Linked DNA regions of Mus musculus: all the other regions are linked to region 3. Evidence: chromatin contacts called from public HiChIP or PLAC-seq data. All regions are on one chromosome and are shown on one strand. The core of a region is the stretch at or near the end of the contact, and the rest is flanking DNA. Distances in the headings are between cores, read along the strand shown. Region 1 holds the start of Loxl1 (lysyl oxidase-like 1). Region 2 overlaps Rec114 (REC114 meiotic recombination protein). Region 3 has its middle 8.2 kb from the start of Gm51678.

Region 1 (4,836 bases), core at 2,126-4,625, 210 kb before region 3:
TAACGCCCCCCCCCCCCACACCTCTTACAAGGGGCTCCCAGGAGAGGCAAGTCAGCACAAAGCCATGGTAGACTGCTGCAGGCTATGCCAAGCTGGTGACAGAGCTCGGTGGAGGTGTTTGGCATTGTCTCATAGAAGCCCCCCCACCCCAACCCATTTTATGATTCACCCCCAGCTCCTATGGTTTTCAAAGTGGGATGCAGAGTTCGACTCAAGCCTGTGCAATGACCGGGACACAGTGATCGCTCTCCTTCCCTTCAGGCTCTCCTTCCCCTGGTCTTCAGCTTCAGGGTCCCCCAAACAGCAGCCCTTCAATCAGGCCATCTTGGCGGGAGAAATCGTTATTCAGTGCTGACAGAGACTGAGGAGCCAAGGCTGGGCTGAGCTCCAACACCCTTGAGTCCCAAAGGCTCCTTTTCACCCGACAGCCCTGGTATAGCAACCCTGGTATGGAGAAGGCAATTGCAGACAGGGCGCTGCCCCAGGGTGCACTGCGTGTGCATTGAGAACTCGGTGGAAAGCTTGACATACAGGCAGCCCTGTATGGAGAGCATCAGCAAGGGGATTCTAGGACAGCTGCGGACGGGCTGATGGCCATCCAGCACTGGCCAGACGCAACAGTTGGCCCCTGTCACAGTAACAGCACATGTGGAAGCTGCCCATCTGGCAGAGGAAGACTACTCCACCCTGACCCTTGTGTGCAGATGACATGGCCTTCCCAAGGATAGGTCATATCTTCATCCCTGGGGAGAGCCAGAGGGTGGCCTGTCTTCAGACATTTCCTGGGACTCTCCCTCAGAGCCAAGACGAGAGTGAGGTCGTGGAGCACGAGCCTGGGTTATGTTTTACAGAACATCATGAAGTACGGTGCCCTAGAGAAGTAATATTTAATGTGATGTGTTTAAAAACAAAATCAATACAAAAAATCTGCAATGAACAAATATCCCATTTCAAATAAAAAAAGGACCCATTATTGATTTTTCAGTTTGCCCCAGGTTATGGAAACATTATTGAGTCTGTTTAAAATTTGGACATATTTGTTCATAAGAGATTTTTTTTAATGCACTGAAATAGTACTAATCTTCATTACTGTGGTTTCTTTAGTGCTCAGTTGAATTTTATGCCCTGGCCAGTGGGCTCTGGCATCCCCAGCCGTGTTGGGATCACCTCAGGGGTCTGAAAATTTTGTCTGTTCTAGTGCAGCTCTTTGGCTGTTTACTCACCTCACTAAGGGCACAAGGACACTGCAGCATCTCTAGAAGCATTTTTTTTTTTTTTTTGGTTTTTCGAGACAGGGTTTCTCTGTATAGCCCTGGCTGTCCTGGAACTCAGTTTGTAGATCAGGCTGGCCTCGAACTCAGAAATCCACCTGCCTCTGCCTCCCGAGTGCTGGGATTAAAGGCGTGCGCCACCACGCCCGGCTCTAGAAGCATTCTTAAGGCCTCTTGACCCTGAAGGTCCAAGACTCCCATGATCCTTTGCCTCACTTTGTGCACAGGCATAGGGGAAATTTCTAAAAGTGTTAAGAGATTCCCTGGGAGAGGGAGAAGCAAGGGAGCAAGACTTTCCCCACTCGTCCCTAGATGACCCCAGCTAGATCTGCAAAGTACTTAAAACTTGGCTAGTCCTTCCACTATTCTCCCCAAGCCAGAGTCAAAACACAGGCCTACCAGATAGGCCTTTGACCCAGATGGATAATAGTTGGATTCAGGAGGAGAGGCACGCAGGGGCTGCATGGTCCTTGTTAAGCCACCACTGGAAGGCCTTTGATAAGAAACAAACAGGGTCCGCACCAGCAATTCACCAGTGGCCAAAATGTCGAGCCAAGGCGCTCGTGGATTGTACTCACCGCGACCATTCTGGTTGGGTCGGTACACACTACCCACGCTGAGACGGCCCTGCTGGGCGCCGTTCCGCTCCCCACCCTGGGAGGGCGCATCAGAGCTTCGCACGGGCAAGTAAGGTGGCTCCAGCACGCGGAATGGGGGCTGTGGCTCCACCGCACGCGGAGGGACGTAGGCCTCCGGTGGCACATTGGCTGCATAGGGCGGGTACCAGCCGAGGCGAGGATCGCCAGCGCCACCGTAGGTGCCACCGGCCCCCGCGGGGGCCTGCGACACGTCGGTGCTGGGATCAGGGTAGGCCTGCTCGAATCCCGGGGTGCCTTCATTGTACAGGCTGTGCGAGTAACGACGGTCAAGGCCGTCGGAAGGTTGGGGCTGAGGCTGCGGCTGGGGCTGGGGCTGGGGTTGGGGCTGGGGCACATAGGGCCTCTCTGGGGCTGGGTAAAAGCCCTGGGCCGGGTACTCGGGCTGCTCCTCGCCTCCTCCACCTCCGTAGTCCTCGTAACGCGCCCGGGGCTGGAAGGGATAGATGACCCCAGCCGAGGCTACAGCCGCTGCCCCCGCGCCCATGCCGCCGCCCGCACCACGGTAGTACACGTAGCCCTGTTCGTAGGTCCGTGACGCGGGATCGTAGTTCTCATACTGGTTTACGAAGGGCGCCTGCGGATAGGGGAACTGCTGCGGGTAGGAGGATGGCTGGCGATAGGTGGTGGCGAAGGCCGAGGCCGAAACCGAGGAGGAGGCGGAGCCCCCGTGCCGTTGCTGGGAGACGGAGGTGCGGGCCCGAGCCATGCCGGTACTGTCCCCGACGGCCACCTCTCTCCAGTTGTCGGGCACCTGGCCGAAGCCGAACGGGTGCCGCGTTTGGCCGCGCACAGTGTCCGAACCCACGCGTCCGGGCAGGGGCAGGGACGGCGCCTGCCGACGCCGGGGTCCCCCCTGACTGCGCCGCTGCGACGTTTGGGGCGCGCCTGCCAGTAGAACCCTGGAGCTAGTCTCCCCTCGTTGGGGCCCCGCGGGCACGTACTCAGAGCCCGAGTTGAGCAAGCTGTACACCTGCCCGTTGTTCTCCCACTGGATCAGCTGCCGCCAGCGTCCTGGGTCCGAGCCCTGTCCTGGCTGCGCTTGCTGCCCGTGCACCAGGACGCACAGGCAGGCACTCCACACCAGGGTCCTCAGCTGGCTGCCGGCTCCGGCCAGAGCCATAGTGGCCCTTCTGCAGAGGCCGGGTGGGCAGAGAGTGGGCCTCGGTGCGTGCTTCTCTTCCCACGGCCTCGAGGACAGGATGGCTCTTCGCCTGCCCAAGCTCTAGCTTTGTCCATCCTGGCCTTGTCCCGAGCGGGACGGCTCCTCCGATGACAGCATTTCGAGGCCAAGGGGTCAGGGCAGGGCAGGGGCGGTGCCCAGGGCTGCACGAGGCTTTCCGTAGGGCACGGGACGGGCAGGACCTCCTGGGGCCCTTACATGGCCAGCCCCACACTGGCTGGCTGCTCGCTAGGCTGGCGCTTTCCCACTCTGAATGAATAAGCAACAGGCTGAAAGTGTCTGGAGGTTTCAGAAACCTGGTCCGCCTGCTGGGGCCTCCTCCGCGGGGCCCTACGGCCCGCCGGGTTTTAGCTATGTGGCCTGTCCCACAGATCAGTGCTCCCTTAGTCCTGTAGCTTCCAGCCAAGCCACAGACCTGCCTGGGAGGAAGGGAATGAGGTAGGGCGGAGGAGGGGGCCCCTGGGGACTCAGGCCTGGTAAGTGGGGTTTCTGGCAAACATAGCAGGATTAAGATGTGGGCACTACCCTGCTGGTTCCACTCAGTCCTGGACACAGGTTTTTTTTTTTTTTAATTCCACTTTCTTCGTTGACTTCACCTCTTCCTAGGGTTCTTGGGGTGCCTTCTCCCTTCTCCAAAGCTAGTGCTAAGAGACATCCTGGTTGGTGAGACTCCCTGGGGAGATGCCCACCTCTGGCTGGGGCCACCCTGTAATTCTGCATCCTGAAGACATTGGGCGTTTGGTCCTGAGTACAAAGACACTGAACCTTCAGCTCTTCTACCAGGTCTCAGTCTACAGGCTTGGGAACTAGGATAGGTATGTCTCTCTGCTGAAGGGGACTTGGGAGCTCAGGGCAGATGCTGACATCACGTACCCCCCACCCCCTCCAGTGGCTTCTGCCCTGTGCTTCCTGAGTTGATAGCCAGAAATAATCGGAGTCTAAACATGAATAAGAAGAACCCAGCCGGTGGCAGCCTTGGATATGAGATATGCCATTGTGAGGCAAGGGGAACCTTTAACATAAAGCAGAGAGAGGGAGGCCTTGGGAGAGCCGTGGCCTGGGAATCGCATGCTCCTTCCCAACTCTGAGTTAGTGGACACATTGATCACTGGGGGATTATTCCACAGAACTCCATCTGTTCTGGCCGATTCTCTGTTCCCTCCGGGGATGTCAGGGCTAAGAAGAAAGGTAAATTTTAACTTTTACTTGGTACCTAAGAGGTTACCCTCTAAATGCTGTTCTCCAGGCTTCCCCTAGGCTGTCTTCTGTTTGGCCTTGGGAGCTGGAGGGCAAAGATTACCCCCTGAGACTTATAAACAAGACAGGAAGGATCTGTCCTCAATGCTGGATGACTCTGTTTTGTAAACTCCTGGGCCCCGTTTAAGGAGGAAACAGCCAGAATGATGCTCTTTGGGAACCAGGACCCCTCTGCCCTCCATCCTTACCAGGAAGCATCTATCAACCCACCAAACTGTGGGTTTCAGGACTGATACTTCACATATGTGTCTTGGGACACTGGATATCTTCCCCCCCCCCCCCCCCGAGACAGGGTTTCTCTGTAGCCCTGGCTGTCCTGGAACTCACTTTGTAGACCAGGCTGGCCTTGAACTCAGAAATCCACCTGCCTCTGCCTCCCAAGTGCTAGGATTAAAGGCATGCGCCACCACACCTGGCTGACACTAGATATCTTAATCTAGCCAGAAAATTGGGGGCTTGCAATAGCACT
Region 2 (4,810 bases), core at 2,282-4,781, 150 kb after region 3:
GGCATTGGTGTAAACAAGACTGGGCTGTGCAGTTCAGTGTCATCTTGCCTTTATTGTTGTTCCAAACAGAAGACAGTCCATGCGTCTTACAATCTTCAACCAGTTCTTGCTGCCAATGAGTGAAAACCCTTCCTGAAACAGCAATTAGGTGGGGTTAGTGACAGGAACAGAAAGGGACAAATACCTATTCATAAGTCACACATGGAATAATGCCACCAAATGCCAAGGTGCGTACCTCACCAGTACCAAGTCCCAGCACTCATTTAAAGACCGGCTTTCAACCTCTATATTAAAACTAAGAGAAATACCAGAGCAGTAAACATCACTCATACTTGTTGTAAAACGCACTTCTCTGCTTCCAGATTTGCCGAAGTGACCTTCCATTCCTGAGAAACAGCCTTCACTCTTCTCACTCAGGAGTTTAACAAACCCCCTGCTAACTGTGTGGTGAGATTCCTTGTCATAAGAACCCTGTTTTCTCAATAATGGTAAATGAGGCCATTTGGTCTTGTGAGTTTTCAGTTGTTTGTTTACATCTGACTGAGAAAGAGGGAAAGCCAGCAGAGAGCAGCAGCGGGTACAAGCCTCACAGAAGCACTCAGAGGACCTAGCAGTGTCTGCAGAGCGGATGTGCAGGGGCCTGGGGCCTGCGGCTTTTCAGCTGCCTGCCTGCTGCTAGGGATGCAGCCTGAGCTGGAACATCGTCAGCCTGAGCGCCCACCGTGAGCAGGAACTCCGCGTGGACAGCCTCTTTAACCTAGAAGCTCAAGAACTCTGAAGACAAAAGAAAATGCCCGTGGCTATTCTGGCCTCCCCTGTTTGCTCTTCCTCAATCCATAGTGGTAATTTTCAACTTCCATTGAAATTCACCAATAGTTTCTTTTTTTTTTTTTTTTTAAAGATTTATTTATTTATTTATTATATGTAAGTACATTGTAGCTGTCTTCAGACACTTCAGAAGAGGGGATCAGATCTTGTTACGGATGGTTGTGAGCCACCATGTGGTTGCTGGGATTTGAACTCTGGACCTTCGGAAGAGCAGTCGGGTGCTCTAACCCACTGAGCCATCTCACCAGCCCCAATAGTTTCTTTTTAAAAACAGAAGTCAGACAACGGCTCTAAAACTTCCTCGTGGTGTCGCTCGCCTTTAATCCCAGCACTTGGGAGGCAAAGGCAGGCGGATTTCTGAGTTTCAGGACAGCCAAGGCTACACTGAGAAACCCTGTCTCGGAAAAAAAAAAAACAAAAAAAACCAAAAAACCAAAACAAAAAAACTTTCTCATATTGGGAATGGCAGCACACACCCAAAATACTTAGGAATACTGACTCAGAAATATTGCCACGTTTGAGATCTGCTCAAGTTTCACAATGAAACTTGGTCTCAAAAACAGGACAAAAACTCCCAGATTAGTAAGAAGAAATGTGTCATTATGACACCCCCAAATAAGCTGTTTCAGGTGGCAGGCTGTGGGGAAGGCATAGAGTACACATTAGCGCAGTGCTTATGGTGCACAATTTGGCAATGCAAATGTATTTACCCTCTGACCTGAGGCCGAGTGCTAGGGATGCATTTGCAGATCGGCCTGCACCCATCATACGTCAGTAATGATGCGCGACGCACAGACATTACCGCACTAAACCTTATTGCATTTGTTTGTTTATTTAGCAAGAGGAGAGGGGCGCCATCATGCAAGTGTGGAGGTCAGGGGGCAACTTGCAGGATTGTGTTCTCTCCTTCCAGGGGTTAAATCCAGGTCAGGCTTGTGCAACAAGCCTTTTACCTGCTGAGCTACCCAGAACATGCTATGTTTTTGTTAGTTAATGTGAAATGTACACCCTCAAAAAAAAGTGGAGTTTAAGATAAAATATTTTATATAACTTCCACTTTTTAAAATAAATATTTGAAATCCAGGTTTTTAAAAAAATTTTGTGTTTGTTTGTTTGTTTGTTTGTTTTGCACTTTATATCCAGCCTGTCTGGATTACCACAAAATGGAGGAGCCAATCTTGGGCCTGTGCCTGACTCTCCCTTTCTCCCTTCAGACTCTGACCACCTTTATCTTGCTGGGTTTGGGCAGGGTTCCTGGAGTTCCCAGGGCCCCCGAAGTGCATGTGGTGTCTGTAAGGACAACTTCGCACATGCCTTACCTGCATTGTACACCTTGTAGTTCATTTCCAGAGTCTTGTCACCGTTTGGTCCCTAACCCCACCCCCACAGTCGCCCTGAAAGCTTGCCATGGTGGCTCATGGGAAGCTGAGGCAGGAGGACTGCCATAAGGTCTAGGACAGCCTGAGCTACATAGTGAGATCCAGAGCAAAACCCACTCTCAAAAATTAACAATAAAAAGTCTCCATAAACAAACGGAGAGATCAGGAGAGGGAGCAGAGGACACAAAGGACTCAGGTGCTGAGTCCACTGTGAATAAGCATGGCCAAAAAGAATGCCTTTGCCCTCATCTTCTGGGACTCTCTCCCTCACTGCACTGGTGTCTTTAGTGGCTCTGATGCACTTCCTGGTCCTTTCCAGATATGTTTCCTTGCTATATACCTCATGCTGGCCTCTAACTTGGCGCCCTCCTGTCCACGCCTCCCAAATGCTGAGATTACAGGCCTGTGTCTCTACACTTGGTCTCTGATGCCTCTTGGTTCCAACTCTGCTGGCCAGTGTAAGCTAGCCATTACGCAGGAGGATGTCACTGCAGGTAGGGTCACTGGTACTAAACAAGATAAATCAGCTTTAAACCCATGCCAAGTGTGACTTCATAAGCTTTGATGTGAACAGGGCACTTCATGTTCACAAAATGGCAAAGCATTCCCACCTGCTACAAAGACCCTGACTCTGAGAGAAGCACATGAGACCATGGCTCCAGAAATAGCTGGATAACTAACTGCTGAGAGATAACCCTCAGTCCCAAGCTCTGGGCGCCAAAGGCTTCCTGATGAAGGGGTACTGGCAATCACTCAGGTGCTGGTGGCAATATATTTAAAAATGAGATTCCGCCTAAAGCTTCAGGGCTGTGTTTCCACTCCCTTCTGTAGCTCTGAGGTTCAAATTATACTGAAAAGAGGAAAAATATCCCAGATAGAGTCTTTGCAGGACACAACATGAGGGAAGAAAGAAGCAGCAAGGGGTGTGCTTTCAACAGTGATAGCCAGTGGTTATTTAGTCAGAAAGAACAATGAGACAGGCATAAAAATCATTTGCAGGTGGGTCAGGATTAGATGGTAGCCTAGGACTTGAATGTGGGTATTCCTACTTCGTTAAAAAGTCTGCCATGTTGTGATGGAGAAGAAACACTGGTCTAATTTCCAAGGGGTCACCTCATATTTCCCACAGAAACAAACATCCTATCTCAGGCTGATGATCGTAGCCCATAGCCTGAGATGCTACACAGGAGCTCCCTGGGCCAGAAACACAACCCTGGGATCTCACGCTGAAGCTCTGGCAGTTTAACAGTAACCAGCAACCATGAGTAAGGCCACAGCATGACGCTGATTGCACCAGTCATTCCTCCCAGTGACTGCAACAGAGTCCAGAGACTGAGTCACAAATGCCTGCTGCAGCCTCTGCCTCACACACTCACCTGCTAGGACTCTGTGCCTGGCCTCATGGGAACTGCAGGCTGAGCCAATCAGCTGTCTCTCTTTCTTCCAAGGGCTTTCATTCAAAGAATCTTATGGAGCTTTTATTCTTTCTAATAAAACCTTCAGACACACCACAGGTCTGTGAGAGTTTCTCAGACTACTTATTCCCCCTTCATTCCCAAAGGAAACCTTTTTGCTTGGACATCTATTTTTCACTTGTAACTTTTTGAGAAACAGTCTCCTCACACAGTCCATACTGGCCTAAAACTCTCAACCTTCCTTCCCCCAGCACAGATTTTTGTTTTGTTTTGTTTTGTTTTGTTTTGTTTTGTTTTCATTGTGTAATATAAATCTTGAAGCATCCATACAAGAGTAGAGAAAACTAGCACAATGAAATGATCTGGTTACAACTGTCACACACAGCCCCTCATTACACCCACCCCACAGCCACCCATGCCCTGGATCATCCTGAAGCTAAGACAAATATCTGTAAATATCACAGGTTGTATTGCTTCAAAGCTCAGGTCTCTAAAAACATAAGCACAACTTGCTGTGGCGGGATGGGGTATGGGTCTGGGTGGGCTGCAGAGAACAGGCAGGTAGATGACGGCCATGTGTGCAGATCAGGTGCTCTGGTGTGGCTGCTGAGCATCATGGAACAGACAGTTGGCTCCAAGGATATTATGGTAGGCTCGGGCAGCTTCATGATGTCCGGCACAGTAATCAGCTACTTGCTCATCGAGATAAAGAACACCAGGCATGGCACTCTGAAATATCAGACAGACTGTGCTCCTAACATGGGCTACTTTATGATCGATCCCTTTGTATGATGGGCTGGCCCTGCTCCTTGCTAGCTGCAGCACTCTGGAGAGCTGGCCCTGGCCCTGCACCGTGCCTGTATAGTGCTGTTAAGCTGCCTGTGGTGGTAGGGAGAACTGGCCCTGGTGGTGGTGGTGGTGATGGGGTACTGGAGAGCTGGCGGGCTGACCAACCCAGGCTCAGATCCAGGGATGTGAGCTGGCCCACACCAATATCTACTCCATCTATGAATTGCTGGAGTAACCAAAGCTACAGGATTTCCAAGCAGAGTCACAGAGGAGATCCAGTAGTGATGTATCAGAACCACAGGCTTCGAACCAGAACAATGACTCAATGCAACCAACATTTACAAGTAAAGCTGTGTGGGGCAAAGGATGTGCTGTGGGACACATCGCAGCTTCTATGGT
Region 3 (4,394 bases), core at 1,001-3,500:
TTTAAAAAAAAAGAATTACTTGCAATTACCATATCAATTGTTCCCAGGTAAATAAGGGGCTTCCAAAAGATTTCTCAAGTAGCTTATTCCTTTTTAAATAGGTTAAGGGTCTCATTTGCATTATTCATTTGCTGGGAAATTCCTTTTTTTTTTTCATGGAGATTGCAGGAGTAAACTCCAGCCACCGACAATCAGTTCAGAAAATTGAATTAATGTGGTTCTGGGTCTATCTGGAGAACGGTGGAAGTGGGGGTGGTGGGGTGCACAGTCTAGACCAGCTGCTGGAGATGAGGGTGTCTCTGGGAAAACAATAGCCAGCTCTTTTTGTGGCTGGGAAACAGTAAGTGCAGAGGTAGGGTGGAGAGGATGGCAAGAAAGTATAGGATTTAAAAAAAAAAAGGCAGAGGAGAGAGGACAGGTGCTAGAATCGGGAGAGCCTGGGTGGATGTGGGGAGATACAGTTCTGTGAATAAGAGACTGTGAAAATGAGTTAGGCTGCTTCATCGGCCACCCTGTCCTCTTGTCCTTCATGATCCAGCCCTCTATTCCCTCAGTATTGTTACCCAGATGAAATGGAATACTGTCTCTGTATGCTCCTCCAATGCCCAAAGTGCTCAACCCAGGCCACTAGCACACTCTCCTGCTGGGCTGACCCAGATCTTCCTGGACACAGCCCACAGGACACTCAGGAGAACAGAAGACAGACACCAGGGGAATCAGCACTCTGGCCATGTCTTCCAGGTCATGAAGGCCCTGAGTCCAGTCTCCTAAAGGAGGCTGAGCCACCTCTAAAACCTGGACAACAACATTAGCCGTGACAAGGAACTTGATGCCTTTGCAAAAACCCTAGGATATGGCACTGGGGAGATGGATCAGCCGTTAAGAGCACTGGCTGCTCTTACAGAGGACTGAATTCAGAGGATTCTGAGTTCCCTGCCGTATCCCTCATTGGATTCTGTGGGCCTTGGGTACGAAAGTGGCACACAGACATCCGTGCCAGAGGACCAAGAAATAATGCATCCACTGAACTGGAGAGATGCTTCGATGGGGGTAATGTGCTTGCTGTACGAGTTGGAGGACCTAAGTTCAGATCCCCAGAACCCACATAAGAAGTTGGACATGGCAAAGCACAATAACTGTAGTTCTGGGAGAGACAGAGGACAGGTGGAGCCCAGGAGCTTGCAGTCTGGTCCAAAAGAGATTCAGTGAGAGATCCTGCCTCAAAAACTAAGGCAGGAACTGAGGGAAATAGCCTTTCTTCCCGTCCTTCTCTCAGAGCCTGGGACCTAGGACCTGAAGCCACCCTCTGCCACTTGTACATAGATGACTAAACACACTTAAATGCACACAAGGACACACACACACAAGTGCATTATTTCTTTTTAAAATATTATTTATTTAATGTATATGAGTACACTGTCTTCAGACACATCAGAATAGGGAATCAGAGCCCTTTACAGATGGTTGTGAGCCACCATGTGGTTGCTGGGACTTGAACTCAGGACCTCTGGAAGTGTGCAGTCCATGCTCTTAACCACTGAGCCATCTCTCCAGCCCGAGTGCATTATTTCTTTAGCAATAACTCTACTGCATTGTCTTACCAAATAATGCTTTGCAAACATATTGGCCCTTCCTCCTTATCTCCAACATTAGGAGTGACACAGTACAGGGACTTCCATGGAGGGGATATAGCAACATAGGGATCAGATGGTAACAGGCCACACACCGGACCTGGGAGCATGCTGACCTTGAACCATGGGCCTTGGAACTAAGTCTGGAGCCTGAGGAGGAACTAGAGGCCAAAGACCTTCAGGATGCTGTTGCAGAGGTGGAGGCAATTGCAAGGGTGAGAGCCAAGGGAGGAAAGAGATGCTAAGTTCAGTCACTCTGGCTAGTGTGGATCTGTAGCATAGTTAGGACCCCAGGCTACTCTCGGGTAGGAACACATCTGAGACAAGGGACAGGAAGAGAGAGAAGGTTATTTCCCTCGTACTCTGGCACAGGCTCCAGGGGCTGATGGCTGCTTACAGGAAGGAAACAAATTGTTCCTCTCCTCATTGAGCACACGATGCTGGAGGGAGGGAGCCACGTGACTGTGCACATCTGGAGGCCTGGGTTTGGGGGGTGAGTAACAGGAGAGAGACACAGAGGGAAAAGGTGGACGTGGGTAAGAGACCCCCATTTGCTATCAGGAAGCTGAACCAGCATACATGGCACTAGGTTCCACTTTTCTCCAGGGCCTGATGCATGATCTATTGATGACAGGAGTGGGGTTCCTACTAACCTCTGGGTCCCACCACACATTTGACCACTTCCTCCTCTTTTCCTTAGTTCAGTTTTTCTGAGCTTCTAACAGCTAAAAAGCAAGAATCCCTTGGTCACCTACAGTAAGGACAGAATAGCTGCTTGCTTTGGTGCCTGCCTCAAAGTTCTGTGGGGAAGAGGGGGAGTGTCTCTCTCTCTCTCTCTCTCTCTCTCTCTCTCTCTCTCTCTCAGAATTCTGTTTTGCATTAACTTGCAAAGTTTCGTTAGAGCCCCTGGAGAACATGTATCAAATATTCAGCAATGACCTCACCCAATTGCATCAGAACTTCTGGGGAGGGAGCCCAAACACCAGTATTATTAAAAACTCCCTAAGTGATTTTAACACGCACAGCCAGAGTCTACTGGACTAAATGGAGCCCGGAGCTTTGTCACTGGGAGCAGAGTGTGCAGGATCAAGGAGGTTAATCTATTATGCGTGGATGCAGTATGATCTCAGCCAGGACCCCAGTCTGGAAAGAACAATAATGAAACATGTTCAGAGAAGGACCAAAGATCATATTAGCTAAGGGAAGCTGAGGGTGTGGTGGGTGAAGATATTTTGCAACACAGATGCTAGAAAAGGTAGAAGGCTAAGGTCACTGACTTTCAATCTCAGGGTTGCAATTTGTGTACCCCATGAGACCCAGATTTCTGCCCTGCTCCCAAATAATCCTGCCTCATTAGTAATAAAATATCATCATAATAACCCAGACCTGTAGAACCAAATGGCAGGTTATGGACGCCCTGGGATTCAGTGCAGGCAGTGCCCTTGCCCCAGGGCACCTGAATCCAGGATGCTGATGAGTCTTCCCATCAATCTTAGTCAAGAGTTCTGCACCCCGAGCTCAGCCTGGCATGCATCCACAGGTCCACATCCACATATCCAGTGGGTCGGTAGATATATTTGTCCAGGATTGAGAGCCCAGAAATGCACACAGCTCCCAAGGAGATGCTGAAGAGTCCAGAGAGATGAGAAAGAAATGGCTACAAGTCCTAGCCACTGCTCAACGGGGACTCCATCCCTGAGAGTCCCTGAGAGCCCAGAAGGAGCCTGGATCCTCAATACTGTCCTTGCACTTTCTAGAATCTATTTTGCTAATGACCCTCTTGTATGGGCCCAGCTTAAAAAGGCAGCCCAGACAGCTGCCAACTCCAGCAGCATTTCAGGTGAACTCAGAGAGCTAGGGATGGAGCATGCACGGAGCCCTGGGTTTCATTCCCAGCACTGCACAGACCAGACACTGCAGTGTCAGCGCTTGGGAGGTAGAGGCAAGATCAGAAGTGTGTTGTCATCCTTGGCTATGTAGTGAACCTGAGGCCCAGTTTGGGATACAAACTGTTCTGCCCCACTTCTAACCCAAATAAAATAAAATATGTCTAGAAATCCCACTTGTAGAACCTCATAGTGTGGAAACTTGTATTAGTCGTGTCCAAACTGACAAGACAGCTCTAGAACAGGCACTATGAGGTGTTACCACTCCACTTACAAAGAATGAAAGAAGTCTTTGCTAGAAGGTAGATACAAGGGCCTGGAGAGATGGCTCAGTGGTTAAGAGCACCAACTGAAAAAAAAAAAAAAAAGCACCAACTGCTCTTCTGGAGGTCCTGAGTTCAAGTCCCAGAAACCACATGGTGATTCACAAACATCCATAAGGAGATCTGACACCCTCTTCTGGAGTGGCTGAAGATAGCTACAATGTACTTACAAATAACAAATAAATAAATCTTTAAAAAGAAAGAAAGAAAGAAGAAGAAGAAGAAGAAGAAGAAGAAGGTAGATACAAAATAGTATCACTGTAGTATTCAGCTCCCAGGTTAAAAAGCAGAGCTAATTCACCTAGAAAGCAGCCAGATGGTACCCAAGGGCGGGGCTATTGCCTGTGGAAGGACATAAGGGAACGTTGTGGGATTCCATCGCTGTTCTAGATCTTGATCAAAGTAACAGTGACACTTGTGTAAAAATTCATGAACCCAAACACCAAAAAAAAGCAGCAAAACTTAAATGCTAGATGCATCCAATAGTGATGCAAGAAAGTCAGGAAACATTGCAAAGTACTGTTATTAGACATATGCCATCTTATAACTATGCC

What was found. HiChIP or PLAC-seq counts read pairs in DNA pulled down with a chosen protein or histone mark.
Region 1: an H3K27ac HiChIP or PLAC-seq map of embryonic fibroblasts shows a contact between it and region 3, with 5 times the contacts expected there. The contact joins the promoter of Loxl1 here to the enhancer-like site in region 3. A contact is called at or near these places in 1 of 39 promoter capture datasets (hippocampal neurons), 1 of 15 datasets of contacts at CTCF or cohesin (the NIH/3T3 cell line), 14 of 484 Hi-C or Micro-C datasets (the G1E-ER4 cell line, cochlea, embryonic fibroblasts and 5 more), 12 of 115 datasets of contacts at active chromatin or transcription factors (the NIH/3T3 cell line, craniofacial prominence, embryonic basal ganglia and 8 more) and 1 of 9 other capture datasets (embryonic stem cells).
Region 2: a contact with region 3 is called in an H3K27ac HiChIP or PLAC-seq map of embryonic fibroblasts, with 4 times the contacts expected there. The contact joins two enhancer-like sites. A contact is called at or near these places in 1 of 484 Hi-C or Micro-C datasets (bone marrow-derived macrophages), 3 of 115 datasets of contacts at active chromatin or transcription factors (embryonic fibroblasts and embryonic stem cells) and 4 of 9 other capture datasets (adipose tissue, embryonic stem cells, liver and 1 more).

What each region holds. Positions count from the first base shown.
Region 1 is chr9:58,309,837-58,314,672 of GRCm38.p6, forward strand. Loxl1 (lysyl oxidase-like 1) reads right to left here and starts at 3,376. Exons shown (of 7, transcript NM_010729.3): 1 at 1,850-3,376. The coding sequence starts at 3,050.
Region 2 is chr9:58,665,785-58,670,594 of GRCm38.p6, forward strand. Rec114 (REC114 meiotic recombination protein) reads right to left here. Exons shown (of 6, transcript NM_028598.1): 3 at 49-132. Among named protein-coding and RNA genes, the nearest start is that of Rec114, 73 kb to the right of the region's middle. Within about 2 kb of position 3,532, at least 18 of the 459 cell types and tissues checked have an H3K27ac peak or open chromatin away from gene starts, as enhancers often do. A contact at or near this core is called in embryonic fibroblasts, where this site is marked.
Region 3 is chr9:58,515,986-58,520,379 of GRCm38.p6, forward strand. No RefSeq gene overlaps it. Among named protein-coding and RNA genes, the nearest start is that of Gm51678, 8.2 kb to the right of the region's middle. Within about 2 kb of position 2,251, at least 62 of the 459 cell types and tissues checked have an H3K27ac peak or open chromatin away from gene starts, as enhancers often do. A contact at or near this core is called in embryonic fibroblasts, where this site is marked.